Linked DNA regions of Mus musculus: all the other regions are linked to region 1. Evidence: chromatin contacts called from public ChIA-PET and promoter capture Hi-C data. All regions are on one chromosome and are shown on one strand. The core of a region is the stretch at or near the end of the contact, and the rest is flanking DNA. Distances in the headings are between cores, read along the strand shown. Region 1 has its middle 32 kb from the start of Pabpc1. Region 2 holds the start of Fbxo43 (F-box protein 43). Region 3 overlaps Spag1 (sperm associated antigen 1). Region 4 has its middle 15 kb from the start of Gm41294.

What was found. Promoter capture Hi-C pulls out the DNA fragments that hold promoters and counts their contacts. ChIA-PET counts read pairs in DNA pulled down with a chosen protein or histone mark.
Region 2: a contact with region 1 is called in a promoter capture Hi-C map of neutrophils, with 4 times the contacts expected there. The contact joins the promoter of Fbxo43 here to the enhancer-like site in region 1. A contact is called at or near these places in 10 of 39 promoter capture datasets (the 3T3-L1 cell line, 3T3-L1-derived adipocytes, embryonic stem cells and 6 more) and 3 of 115 datasets of contacts at active chromatin or transcription factors (bone marrow-derived macrophages, effector CD8 T cells and memory CD8 T cells).
Region 3: an RNA polymerase II ChIA-PET map of effector CD8 T cells shows a contact between it and region 1, with 13 read pairs. The contact joins two enhancer-like sites. A contact is called at or near these places in 2 of 115 datasets of contacts at active chromatin or transcription factors (effector CD8 T cells and embryonic stem cells).
Region 4: an RNA polymerase II ChIA-PET map of effector CD8 T cells shows a contact between it and region 1, with 6 read pairs. The contact joins two enhancer-like sites.

Annotation. Positions count from the first base shown.
Region 1 is chr15:36,639,370-36,642,331 of GRCm38.p6, reverse strand. No RefSeq gene overlaps it. Among named protein-coding and RNA genes, the nearest start is that of Pabpc1, 32 kb to the right of the region's middle. Within about 2 kb of position 1,416, at least 112 of the 459 cell types and tissues checked have an H3K27ac peak or open chromatin away from gene starts, as enhancers often do. A contact at or near this core is called in effector CD8 T cells, hematopoietic stem and progenitor cells, memory CD8 T cells and 1 more, where this site is marked.
Region 2 is chr15:36,163,494-36,166,455 of GRCm38.p6, reverse strand. Fbxo43 (F-box protein 43) reads left to right here and starts at 1,595. Exons shown (of 5, transcript NM_001081253.2): 1 at 1,595-1,986.
Region 3 is chr15:36,213,294-36,216,255 of GRCm38.p6, reverse strand. It overlaps Spag1 (sperm associated antigen 1), which reads right to left. Exons shown (of 20, transcript NM_001359982.1): 14 at 1-89. Among named protein-coding and RNA genes, the nearest start is that of Gm41293, 3.7 kb to the right of the region's middle. Within about 2 kb of position 1,430, at least 84 of the 459 cell types and tissues checked have an H3K27ac peak or open chromatin away from gene starts, as enhancers often do. A contact at or near this core is called in effector CD8 T cells, where this site is marked.
Region 4 is chr15:36,302,705-36,305,666 of GRCm38.p6, reverse strand. No RefSeq gene overlaps it. Among named protein-coding and RNA genes, the nearest start is that of Gm41294, 15 kb to the left of the region's middle. Within about 2 kb of position 1,431, at least 58 of the 459 cell types and tissues checked have an H3K27ac peak or open chromatin away from gene starts, as enhancers often do. A contact at or near this core is called in effector CD8 T cells, where this site is marked.

The DNA.
Region 1 (2,962 bases), core at 167-2,666:
GAGCTCAGAAACTACTTCTCAAGGGCACCCCTTCCTCTGTCCTGTGCCCCTTCCTCTGGTCTGCGCCCCTTCCTCTGGTCTGTGCCCCTTCCTCTGTCCTGTGCCCCTTCCTCTGGTCTGTGCCCCTTCCTCTGGTCTGTGCCCCTTCCTCTGGTCTGTGCCCCTTCCTCTGGTCTGTGCCCCTTCCTCTGGTCTGTGCCCCTTCCTCTGTCCTGTGCCCCTTCCTCTGTCCTGTGCCCCTTCCTCTGGTCTGTGCCCCTTCCTCTGGGATGTGCCCCTTACTCCGGCACGTGCACCTTGACTGTAGCTCTCCTCAGTCTGGCAGAGGCTGTTAGCTCTCTGTCAATACATTGCCTTTATTTTTCGTTGGTATAGAATCCCACATTTTAGCTGGAGTCAGAACCTCTTATAGGAAGATTACATTTCCCAAGGTTTCTCACTGCTATGTAATAAACCTCTTGACTCCACAGCTGCAAAACTAGCTTCTTGAAAGTGAAGCTCCAACTTCAAGAACTTTCTTGGAAAGAAATGGCATGTACTGTCACTGCTCCTTTCTGCCTGGCCACAGGCTGGTCCTGAATTTAGACAAATGAGGACAGAATACTTGGTTCAGTGTTTCCCAAACATAAATGTGTCACCCAAACACAAGCGTGGATGGACCCCAATGTGGCGGCGCATGCCTGTGAACTCAGAACATAAGAGGCATCAATAGAGATTGTGAAGAGTTTGAGGCCAGCCTATGCTACCTGCTGAAGCCCAGTTTCAGAACTGCCAAAACATAACAACAACACAATTAAATGAAACACAAATTGGTGGCTGGGCCCCAGCCATGGAGTTTCTGATTTGGCTTCAGAGTCGGTGATATCTGAAAATTACATTTCTGGTGCGTTTCCAGAAGGTGTTGATGCTGCCGGCACAGTGACTTCTGACTAAGGACGGCTGCCTTAGAGGACTATAGAGAAACAAGCCTCAAGGGGCCATTTCCCTTCTGTGGCTCATGACCATGCCCCTTTAAACCGATATGAGAAAGAGTGAAATCTGCTTGGGTCTTATCAGGAGTCTCTGATACAGGCGGTTTATATCCAAATAAAGCTTCCCGGGTCCATTGAAATCATCTTTCCAAACCTCTAAGCTTCCGGTCTTCTTAGCACTTAGCACAGTTCAACTCAACCAGCACATCTGGATGAAAACTGGGCACCGGAATGGCAAACTGGGGAGCTATGTGATTTTTCTCTGCCCCCGGCCACAGGCCAGCCTTTCCGGGCTCAGGGGAGAAAGCCCACCCCTGAGTACAGCCTGCTTCCCTGTCTTGGTGACCTGGCTATGATGTGAGCAGTTAGTCAGCAAATAGTCTAACTCCCTCCTTGTTGACAGAGCCAAGGTCACACCCTGCTGTGACAGCCTGCATCTGTGACAGTCAGCCCTGTAACCTCTTCCGGAGAAGAAGGCTGGGGCTTGGTTAAAACCACATTCATCCTCTTTCCCTATAGGTGATGGTTTCTCTCTTTTCTCTTTCTCCTCTTCATTTCCATTTTTCTTTTTCCTTCTGCTCAGCCTTTTGAGACTGAGTTTTACTATAGCCCTAGCTGGCATAGAGCTTGCTGTATAGACCAGGCTGGCCTGGAACGTATGGCCACCTCAGCCTCCCAAGTGGCAGGATTTCAGAGGCTCACCAGCGTGCTCTGTTCTGCTGTCTCTCCCTCACCCTTCTTTTCCTTTTAATGACTAGACCTCACAAGAGTCCAGGCCAACTAAGCTGGATCTATAGCCCAGACTGACCCTGAACTCATGACCACCTTCCCAGCCTCCCAAATGCTGGGATTACAGTCATGAACCTCTGTGCTGGCTCACAAGTGTTGAGTTTTAAGTAGAATGTTTTACCACAAAGTCTGCTTCAGTGTGCACTTAGCGAGACTGCCTACAACACAGCCCGAGAGTACAAGGAACCAGACCTGGTCCATGAAGGATCACAGCTCCATGCCAGGCTGGAATGTCCACTCTCAGGGAAATTCAAGCTCCTTAGTGTGGTGTTCAAGGCTCTTTACTGTTTGACTCCAGCTTTCTCGCCTCCCTTATTCTCCTCACTGGTCATGGCCCTGTTGAGCAGCTGTGCCAAGCACTTGCTCTGGAGGCTCTGCCAAGCATGTCCTCTTCCTTCTTCATGGACCTCCCGAGCACAGCTCAAGGGTCCCCTCGGCTGCGGTGCTTCCCAGAAAGCCCTGGGTAGAAAAGAGAAGCACAGAGAAATGAATGGAGCCCAGGAGTTTACCAGGCCTGAGTTCAAATCCCAGCTCCACGACATGTGGAGAATTTTGTCTCTTCACTTCCTGTCCTTATTGCCTCAATGGGTTGTAAACTAAATAAAATCTGCAGGTCACCTAGACCAGTGTTCCTTAGCATCCTGTCAAGACGCAAAGTCTGAATCAGCGGGTCTGAGGTGGAGCCTGGGACTCTGCATTTCTCACAGGTGCCCAGGTAGTACGGCTGCTGGAAGCCCATGCACCATGCACCGGGTCCTTAGCCTAAGGGAAGAACTCACGGACATTTGCTCCTAACCCCATCCCATCCTTCCTCCTTCCTCCTGGCACCCACAGCATTTTAGCCGCACCCATGTATACAATGCTTAAGACTTCGGGTTTCAGTTAGCTGTTGTCTGCCTGTGTCTTTCACCAGGAAAGGGCCAGGCTTACAAGTGGAGATTAATGTGTTTTTTGAACTAAGCTTTAGAAAATGCAAATAAAAATGCCCACTCTTGTAGACAAGAATGGGAATGAGCAGATGTGATCGGTTGAGACGGAACGTGGGGAATATGCATCGTGTGCCGCACATAGGAACTGTTTGTCTATCTGCTTTCCATTCTGCAGTGGCTCTGATTTATGCAGCGGAAGCATGTTCACTTGTGGCTGCAGCTCAGACTCTGGTGATTACTAAAACAAAACAGAACCAACAAAAAACCCAAAGC
Region 2 (2,962 bases), core at 346-2,845, 480 kb after region 1:
TTGCAGTTCTGGGCAGTTGTAAGCAGTGTGGTAAGGGTGCTGGGAACAAAACTCAGGTCCTTTGAAAGAGTAGCAAGTGCCCTTATCAGCTGAGCTGTCAAATTCTAACTGGTTTAATGGTTAGCACCTGCCCAGTGCCCTAGGGAGTGAGGGCACTCTCACCTGTTTATAAACAAGCCTCATTAAGAAACTGTGCCCTGTTCATCTTTGCATGAATAGCATGTAGCTTGAGCTTACTTTTGAGTTTGGGTATTTTAAGCCTATTTGTCAACGCTAAGGAGAATCCTCAGAGAAGAGGGTAGTGGTTGTTACTAGCTTAAAGGTGGCAGCTGAGGTTCTGATTGAGACCTGTGTCAATTTGGAGAAGATAAAACTTTGAACACTGCCTAGGTGGAATGTCTTGTTGCAGTGGTCCCAGGAAGAAAAGAGTCTCTGCTCGGAGAAGACCAGCTAGACAGGCGATGGGGGTCAGGCTGTGCATTCTTGGAACACTGAATGAAAGCCAAGACTTTAAATGTATTTGGTGTGATAGGTTCTTGGCTGTTTCTGATCCCTAAAAAGGAATGTCTGAAACCAATAAACACAGTCACTCATTTATTCATAACTTTTGTTTTGTTGGTTTTTTTTTTTTTTTTTTCAGGTCAGTGGCTATGTAGCTTAGGCTGACCTGAAACTTGGTATGTAGACATGGCTGGTCTCTATGGAGATCCTCTGCCTCCTGACTGCAGAGACTATAGAGGTGTGACTCACAACTTTTTTCTTTTTTGTCTATTCACAAAATTTATATATTTGTTCACTGTAGAAACGAGGGCAAAATCATAAACTATTTTTAAAAAAAATCATTAACCAGGTGTGGTGGCACACGCCAGAACTTGGAAGGTGGAATGAGGAGGATCGGGAGTTCAAGTCCAGCCTGGACTTCATGTGACACGGTCTTAAACACACACACACACACACACACACACACACACACACACACACACACACACACACAAAACCAAAACCAAAGTTGGGGGGTGTTGCTGGGTTTATTGGGGCACTCCTGTAATCCTAGCCATTGGAAGATGAAGGCAGGAAAATCAGGAGTTCCAGGACAGTCTTGGCTACCTAACAAGTTCAAGTGGACTCCCAGGGACCACTGCCACTCTCTTAACCCAAAATCAAATAGTTAGGAAGTCAACCTCTCCGTCCTTATGCTGTATTTACGCCTTTACTATCCAAAGCTGTTGATAGGATTCTTTGACTTTGTACATCGGGCGAAACACTTCCAGGGATGATGCCTGGCACTGCAGGTTTTCTAACCGATGCGTCCCTCCAGTCTGGTCGCACGCAGTGATGCAGGGACCAACAGAGAGCTGGATGGAGCAGGGCGGAGCTGCGAAGGGATGAGGGCGGGGAGGCGGGGCGAGCGCTCAGACGGAAGGTGGGGAGGGTGGTGCCCTGGGCGGGGAAAGGTGGCAGGGGCGGGCTCGGCCGAGGCTCCCGGCTCAGGTGGGCGGCGCGGCCCAGGTGCGCCGGCCCGCAGCCGCTCCGCCCTCCTCCCAGGGGCGTCTCCCGCCCGCACGCCCGCCCGCACGTCCGGGTGACGACCGTTAGTCCCGCCCGCAGCAGACGGCTCGGCAGCTCCGGTGGGGGGGCATCTCTGGTCTCTAGTCGGGAGATTCCCCCAGGTCCAAGACTGGCTGGAGAGAGGCCGGAGAGTGCGGCTGCTGCGGGGCGGAGAGATTCCGAGCGACTTGACCTTCCCAGCCGCTGCCCCTCCTGAAGCCGTCCCGGCGCTGCTCCGGGCTCCGTTAATTGTTGAGGTTTTTCTCTTAAGTGGTGGTACCTCGGCATGAACTTTAAAGGCAAAGATGACAGACTTTGTTGTTTGGAAGCCTACCTTACTTTGACATGTCTTAAGAACTCAAGGTTGACTGGTGGTAAGATATTCCACTTTAATGAGAGCATCGGTTTAACGAAGCAGTTTTCTGACTTGTATAGGGCGTAAGTCTTTTTTTTTTATTTTTATTTTTTTTTATTTTGCGTAAGTCTTTGTAGATAGGAGTTCTGAGTGATTTATCAGAACTTTTTTTTTTTTTTGCCATCAAAAGGTTTGTTTGATTCATCAGCCTGTGGTTGCATGAATAATTTTCAAAGTTTGAAGCAGGCATTTTGGTGTATAAGCAAGATGAGGATGAAGGCAGCGACAGAGTCTCTGGTTTTCCCAAGTAGGGAGCGTGTATCAGGGCTCCTACTTTATTCCCAACGGTTTTTAGCTTCCATTTCCCAAATCTTATGCTGGTGAGGCACCTAGTGGTGAAGTGGCAGAACAGGTCACTTTTAGAATAAATTTCACATGGAATAAAATTCAATACAATACAGTAAATGCACATGCTCTAACTTTCGCAAATTGATTGAATTAATATTTTTTCAGGAGAAAGTGATTTATGAGAGGAAACATTGTAACTTACTATTTGGAGCAATTTGTAGAAAGCAGAGCTTAATCATCTTGTCCTACCAGGCATGCGCAGAAGTTAGTCATAAGCACAGGGGATCAGAAGTCAAAACTGCCCAAAAGCGGAAGAGGCTTAAAAATCACTTTGCTTTATAGCAGTGAGCCTCGGATCTTGTGGTTTTTGTAGCAGGTTATTTTGTAATATTTAAACTACATATTTAACTTACATACCATACATGTCTAAGTCCATGTGGCCGAACGAGAGAAATGACTTCTATGGCATGCTATGTTTGCATGTGTGTCACCCACAAATAAATGTTAAAAAGAAAAAACATAGTGGTTTTTTTCTGATTTATTTTTAATTATGTATGTCTGTGTATGTGCATGAGTACAGTGCCCATAGAGACATACATAGAGACACTATTGAACATGAGGATGTGAGCTGGGAACCGAGCCTGGGTATCTGGTGAGAGCAGTGCAAAAGCTCTTGACCTCTGAGCCGCAGCCCCAGCCTCGCCTGGTGAG
Region 3 (2,962 bases), core at 181-2,680, 430 kb after region 1:
CATATGCGTTCCTGTATTGCTCTAAGGTCTCATAGGCCATTGCTCGCCGCAGAAGAGGCTTCACTGAGAACGGATGAAGTTCCAGAGCCCTAAGAGGACAAGACAGTACGCGTCATTTACCTGAGAAGGATCCGTTAATTTGTATTTAGCAATGCAGACTGCAGTGCTGGACCCCTATGCATCACACCTGATATTTCACCCTGGGGTCCTGGCAATCTATCAGAAAGACAAACCCAAAGTTAAACAGCTATCATATTGTCCTTGAACCCACCGACTAGAAAGCATTCTACTGTCTTCGGGCCACAATGAGGTGTGAGTTTAGAAATAAAAGTCTCACAGCTAAGGAAATGGACCTGAGGCTCCCTGCACCACATAAAAGCAAGCACACATATCTGCCTGCTATGCCGAGCTTAAGAGGTGGAGACAGATTTGCTGGGGCTCACTGGCCAGTCTGAGGGGGTCCTTAAGCTGGCAGTTCCGAGGTCAGTGAATGTCTTAGTCTTAAACAATAAAATGGGGAGTGGCTGTGGAAGATGCTGAGCGCTGGCCTACACACACAGACACACACACATAACACACACAGAGACACAGACACACACGCAACACACACATACACAACACACGCACAGAGACACAGACACACACATAACACACACACATTCTTTTTTTTTTTAAAGATTTATTTATTGTTATATGTAAGTACACTGTAGCTGTCTTTAGACACACCAAAAGAGGGCATCAGATCTCATTGTGGGTGGTTGTGAGCCATCACGTGGTTGCTGGGATTTGAACTCAGGACCTTTGGAAGAGCAGTCAGTGCTCTTATCCACTGAGCCATCTCTCCAGCCCACACACATACACACACATTCTTAATCGTATCCATATATTTAACAAGGTGCCTTACTACTAAACCACAAGAACTTGCATGGTTTTTTTTATCAACTTTCTAACACTATCTATGGTTCATTTCTATTGATTATAAAAAGGGTATCAGCAACAAACCAGAAGAGAACCTGGGACTAAGCATACAACTGTTTATGAGTCATGAGTTTTCATCTTGCACTTTCAGTATCACTACATATAAATTTTATCTGCGAGGCCAGAGAGTGTGGAGGTGTTCCCCGCCACACCTGCATCACCTCCATCCCAGGCTGCTTTCATTGCTCAAGATACCACAGGGCCAATCAAGATGGCCCAAGCTTGGAATCTAAATTGACAAAATGGGACACAAAACTCTTAGTACTTCCTAACATAGGAAATGAAGGGTTAGGGTTTTCATTCTTTGACTACATCTTGAAAATGAGTGTGAGCCTGCGAATGGAAATGCCATTGAAGAAAACAGTCTCCAACCACAACCACAGACAGGTGTTGGGCATCAAAGAGCTCACCAGGAAGCCGGCTGTGACCCTCAGGCGTTTCCTGTGGGCAAGTCTGTCAGAAGTTGGCAAAAACACACAGAGGCGGAGAATGACTAGGCAACTTTAGCCTCTCTAGATACTCTAAATAGGAAGCTGTCCGTACGTGTGTGTGTGTGTGTGTGTGTGTGTGTGTGTGTGTCCGTACGTGTGTGTGTCCGTACGCGTGTGTGTGTCCGTACGTGTGTGTGTGTGTGTGTGTGTGTGTGTGTGTGTGTGTGTGTCCGTACGTGTGTGTCCGTACGTGTGTGTGTGTGTGTCCGTACGTGTGTGTCCGTACGTGTGTGTGTGTGTGTGTGTGTCCGTACGTGTGTGTGTGTGTGTGTGTCCGTACGTGTGTGTGTGTGTGTGTGTGTGTCCGTACGTGTGTGTGTCCGTACGTGTGTGTCCGTACGTGTGTGTGTGTGTGTGTCCGTACGTGTGTGTGCGTGCACTTGTGAGCGCCCATGTTTCCAACAACTTCAAGAGTTCTTCTGACAACAGAAGTATGATGTGGTTTGGGGTGTTTCTTGTTGTTATTTGTTTGTTTTCTTTTGGCTGATAAACAATTATGCAAAAATCTCCACTTTTTAAAACATTGTTTCTCCCAGTTTTGCTTAGGCATGATAGCTTCTTTATCTCACATGGAGCCTGCAAACTAAAATGTGGAGAAGCTGAGGAACGAGGGGCCCAGAGCCTCATGCATACCCCCAAACTTCCCAAGAGTGATTGCGCAAACAACCTCTGGAAAACACTGCCTCTCCAGAGATACAAAAAAGTTTATCTTCAGACTGGAGAGTCAGTCAGCGGCTAAACCCACTGCTGTTCTTGTAGAGGACCAGAGTTCTTAGCACCCACATAGGAAGGCTTCACAACCGCCTGTTACCCCAGCTCCAGGGGGTCTGATACCTTCTTCTGGCCTCCTTAGGTACTAGACATCCATACACAGACACACACATACACAAACACATTGTTTTCAGATCTTGGACTGGAGAGATGGCTTAGCTGTTAGGACCTGGGCCTGATTCCAGCACCCACGGAAGGCAACTCACAACCACCCATAACCCCAGATCTTCAGGCATTCACATGTGCTACACATGCACACACATGTGACACACACATGCATACTCATGCACAAACATGTGGCACACACATACACACACATGGTTTAAGTTCCTTAAAAAATTAAATACTATAAACAATATCTTCACAGGTAAAAAGGTTTCCCTAGTTTAAAATGTCTGGTTTGGTTTTTCTGAGTCAGAATTTAATGGAGCCCATGCTGGCCTCAAACTCTGAAGCTTAGGATAACCTTCAGCTCCTAATCCCACTGCCTCCATCTCCAAATTGCTGGGATTACAAGTGTGAGACATGACTCCTGGCTTCCCTTCCAAAGTTTGATTTATAATCCCAATTATCTGTTAAAAAGAGCTATGGAACTCCTCAGAATGCAAAGATTATTTCTGAAAACTAAATAAGAAGGCTCTTTGAAAATGCATGCAGTCTTTGGAGCTAGAAGTGAAGGTTACACATTTTACTAATAAACTATTCCTTGTTCATGTAGATTC
Region 4 (2,962 bases), core at 182-2,681, 340 kb after region 1:
CAAACCAGGGCAAACATAGTCTCATACACAAGGGCTGAATTGGGCAGTGCTGACATTGAAGATATAAGGTCATGAGTTGAATTTGGGCTAAGATTATGCATAGTATGAAGAGTTGACCTACTCAGAAACGTGACAGCCCAAGTCTAAGGGTATAGCTCAGTTGATAAACTATTGCCTAGTTAGTATGTGTGTGCAGCCTTGGGTTGAAGCCCCAGCACTGCATAAACCAGGTATACTGGTACACACTTGCAATTCCATCACCAAGGAGCTGGAGTCAGGAGGATCAGAAGTTCAAGGCCACCCTTAACTATAGGGAGAGTTTTAAGTCCAACTTGGGCTGCATGAGACCTTGTCTCATAAATAAACTACAACAACGCCCCAAAAAAAAAAAACCATTTTGCAGAGATATAGAATAATCTATAAGAGGGAAATGAAACAAGAGATCAGGAAAGCAAGGGGAGAAGACAGACAAGCTGTCTGAGCACATGCAGTTTCTCTCCTTAGGTTGTTTGATCTCTTAACATGAATTTCCTCCCCATTACTTGGGCTGGCTCCACTGCATTTGACTCCTCAGAACCAAAGGATGCTTTGGAAAAGTCATTCATGGCTTGGATTAGAGCCCAGAGTAAAAAGTAAACAAGGTTAGAGGCTGAGCTGTCAGACTGAATTTTCAAAATATTATAGGCTAACTGTCACGTGACACTAGACATCTGTTATCATTCATTTAACTTTTATAACAACTGCATTGAGATAATTTACATGCTCTGGAAATTCAGCCTTCCCACTTTACCTATTTACCTTTACTTAAAAACAACAAAACAAAACGAAAAAAATCGAGCTCCCATCAACTTCCAGACTTAGTGTCCAAGACCCTGGGCAGCTTTTACAAAGAGTGGACAGCAGAAACCAGCATACCATAGCAGTCAAAAGTGACAGTCGATAGCCTAGCACAAAGGGGAAAATCAAAACTATAAATAGGGGCATAGTAATTCTGAAGGGGTGTACTACCACGTCTGCGCTTCTAAGAGTGTTTTCCTGAGGCTTTTTTGGTTCTGAGGGACAGCTCAAGTTACATCTAATATTAGGGAAGGAGCCATAAACACGGATTGAAACGGGGCTCTAGGCTCCACGGGTCCTTCTGGAATCCAGCAAATTCAGCACGCAGCAGGAAGAGCCTCCTGACTCGATGTCATCAGGAACCCCAGGTTACCTCGGGATTTCAGCGGCAGGATTCACCTTAGGAGCTGTTTGGTTTTGTTCCTCAGCTTCCCCTGCCCTCTCCTTTCTGGCTTGTCAGTGTCTTTCAAAAGGTTCTCTGTCTGCCCCCAGCCGGCTGCCTCATTCACTTTCCATCAAGCAGATAAGCAGCTCACAGGACCACTTCAACCTGCTCTGTAACTAGCCTGTATAGTGTTCTGCTGCAGCTTTGCAAAGCTCTGGGCTGTTGCCACGCCCCATTGTCGGTCCCCACACTCTCCTCTCTTTAGATTGCTAGTCCCACTACTGAAGGAATCTGGGTGTGTGACCTCTATCTCTACCCCACAGCTTTTAAGCCTCAGAATATTTAGTTTCGCATCATTATGATTGTTCTACCCCCACTGGCTGTCTCTGTGCATCAAAACAAAACCTCGGTGGTGATTTGAATAGGAATGGCCTCCATAGTCTCCTGTTTGAATTCTTGGTTCATAGGGAGTGGCACTATTAGGAGGTGTGGCCTTGTTGGAGGAAGTGTGTCACTGTGGGGGCGGGCTTTGGGGTCTTATATGTGTTCAGGCTAGGTCCAGTGTGGTACACAGTCTCCTTCTGCTGTCCAAGGATCGAGATGTAGAACTCTCAGCTCCTTCTCCAGCTGCATGTCTGCCTGCATGCTGCCACACTTCCCGCCATGATGATAGTGTACTAAACCTCTGAAACTGTAAGCCCGGACACGGTGACTCTTCACAACAACACCACACAACTCTCAGCAACCACATCAGACAGCTCACGGCTTCCTGGAACTCCAGCTCCTCCGATCTCCTCAGGCACCTGCATTCACATTCACACACCTACACACCGACACATACATGTAACCAAAAACCATGAAATAAGTCTGTTTTAAATAACAAAGGGGAATATAGGATTGTCTAGCTGTCATTTTTCAGCTAGCAAATATCTTAGTGATTTGATTCACTTGGCAGTAAAATGAGGATGATAATACATGCACCCATCCAGGTTGTCAAATTGAGAAAACACATGAAGGCTATCAAGGTGATTCAGCTGCTAAAGGAGATCGCTGCCAGGTCTGGGCACCTGAGTTCAGTCCCAAAGGTTGTCCTTTGACCTACACACACACACACACACACACACACACACACACACACACACACACGTAAATAAATAAATGCAACTCAATAAAGAGAATATCCCAATGAAACTTTAGGAACAGGTACCTGGTTCTTAGTGAAGGGCTCACTGGATACATTTGTAATGTTGGTTCAGGTTTACTGCCCTTGGCATATTTGTTGTTCTGGCATAAAAATGGAGCTATGTGTTATATACTACCAGACTCTGTATAATCCTGATAATGGTGGAGATTTCCCTGTTTCTATGTGTCCTCTCTGAACACAAGTTGAGTATTTCATTTCCAAAGCAAGAAAATTGCTTCAATTAAGCTATTTTACTGTAGGATCACAGTTTGTTGGGCATGGGGGGGGGGGGGGTTGGGTCTCCCAAGCTTGTGAGAATTGTTCACTTATATTGGTGCCTCACATAAAGGCAATCCTCAATGCAGACAGTTGTCAGTGTGACAGTAAACACCTTTGAAAAACAACACAGGCTGTAGCTGCTGCCAAGACGGATCTAAGACAGCCTCTGGAGATTCTGGCTAGCTCTGGGGTGACTTCCTGCCTAGAAATAAGACAGGAAAGTGCTGGCTCATAGAACTGGGGTCTGAAAGCAGTGGGACTCAGGGAAACAATCAGAA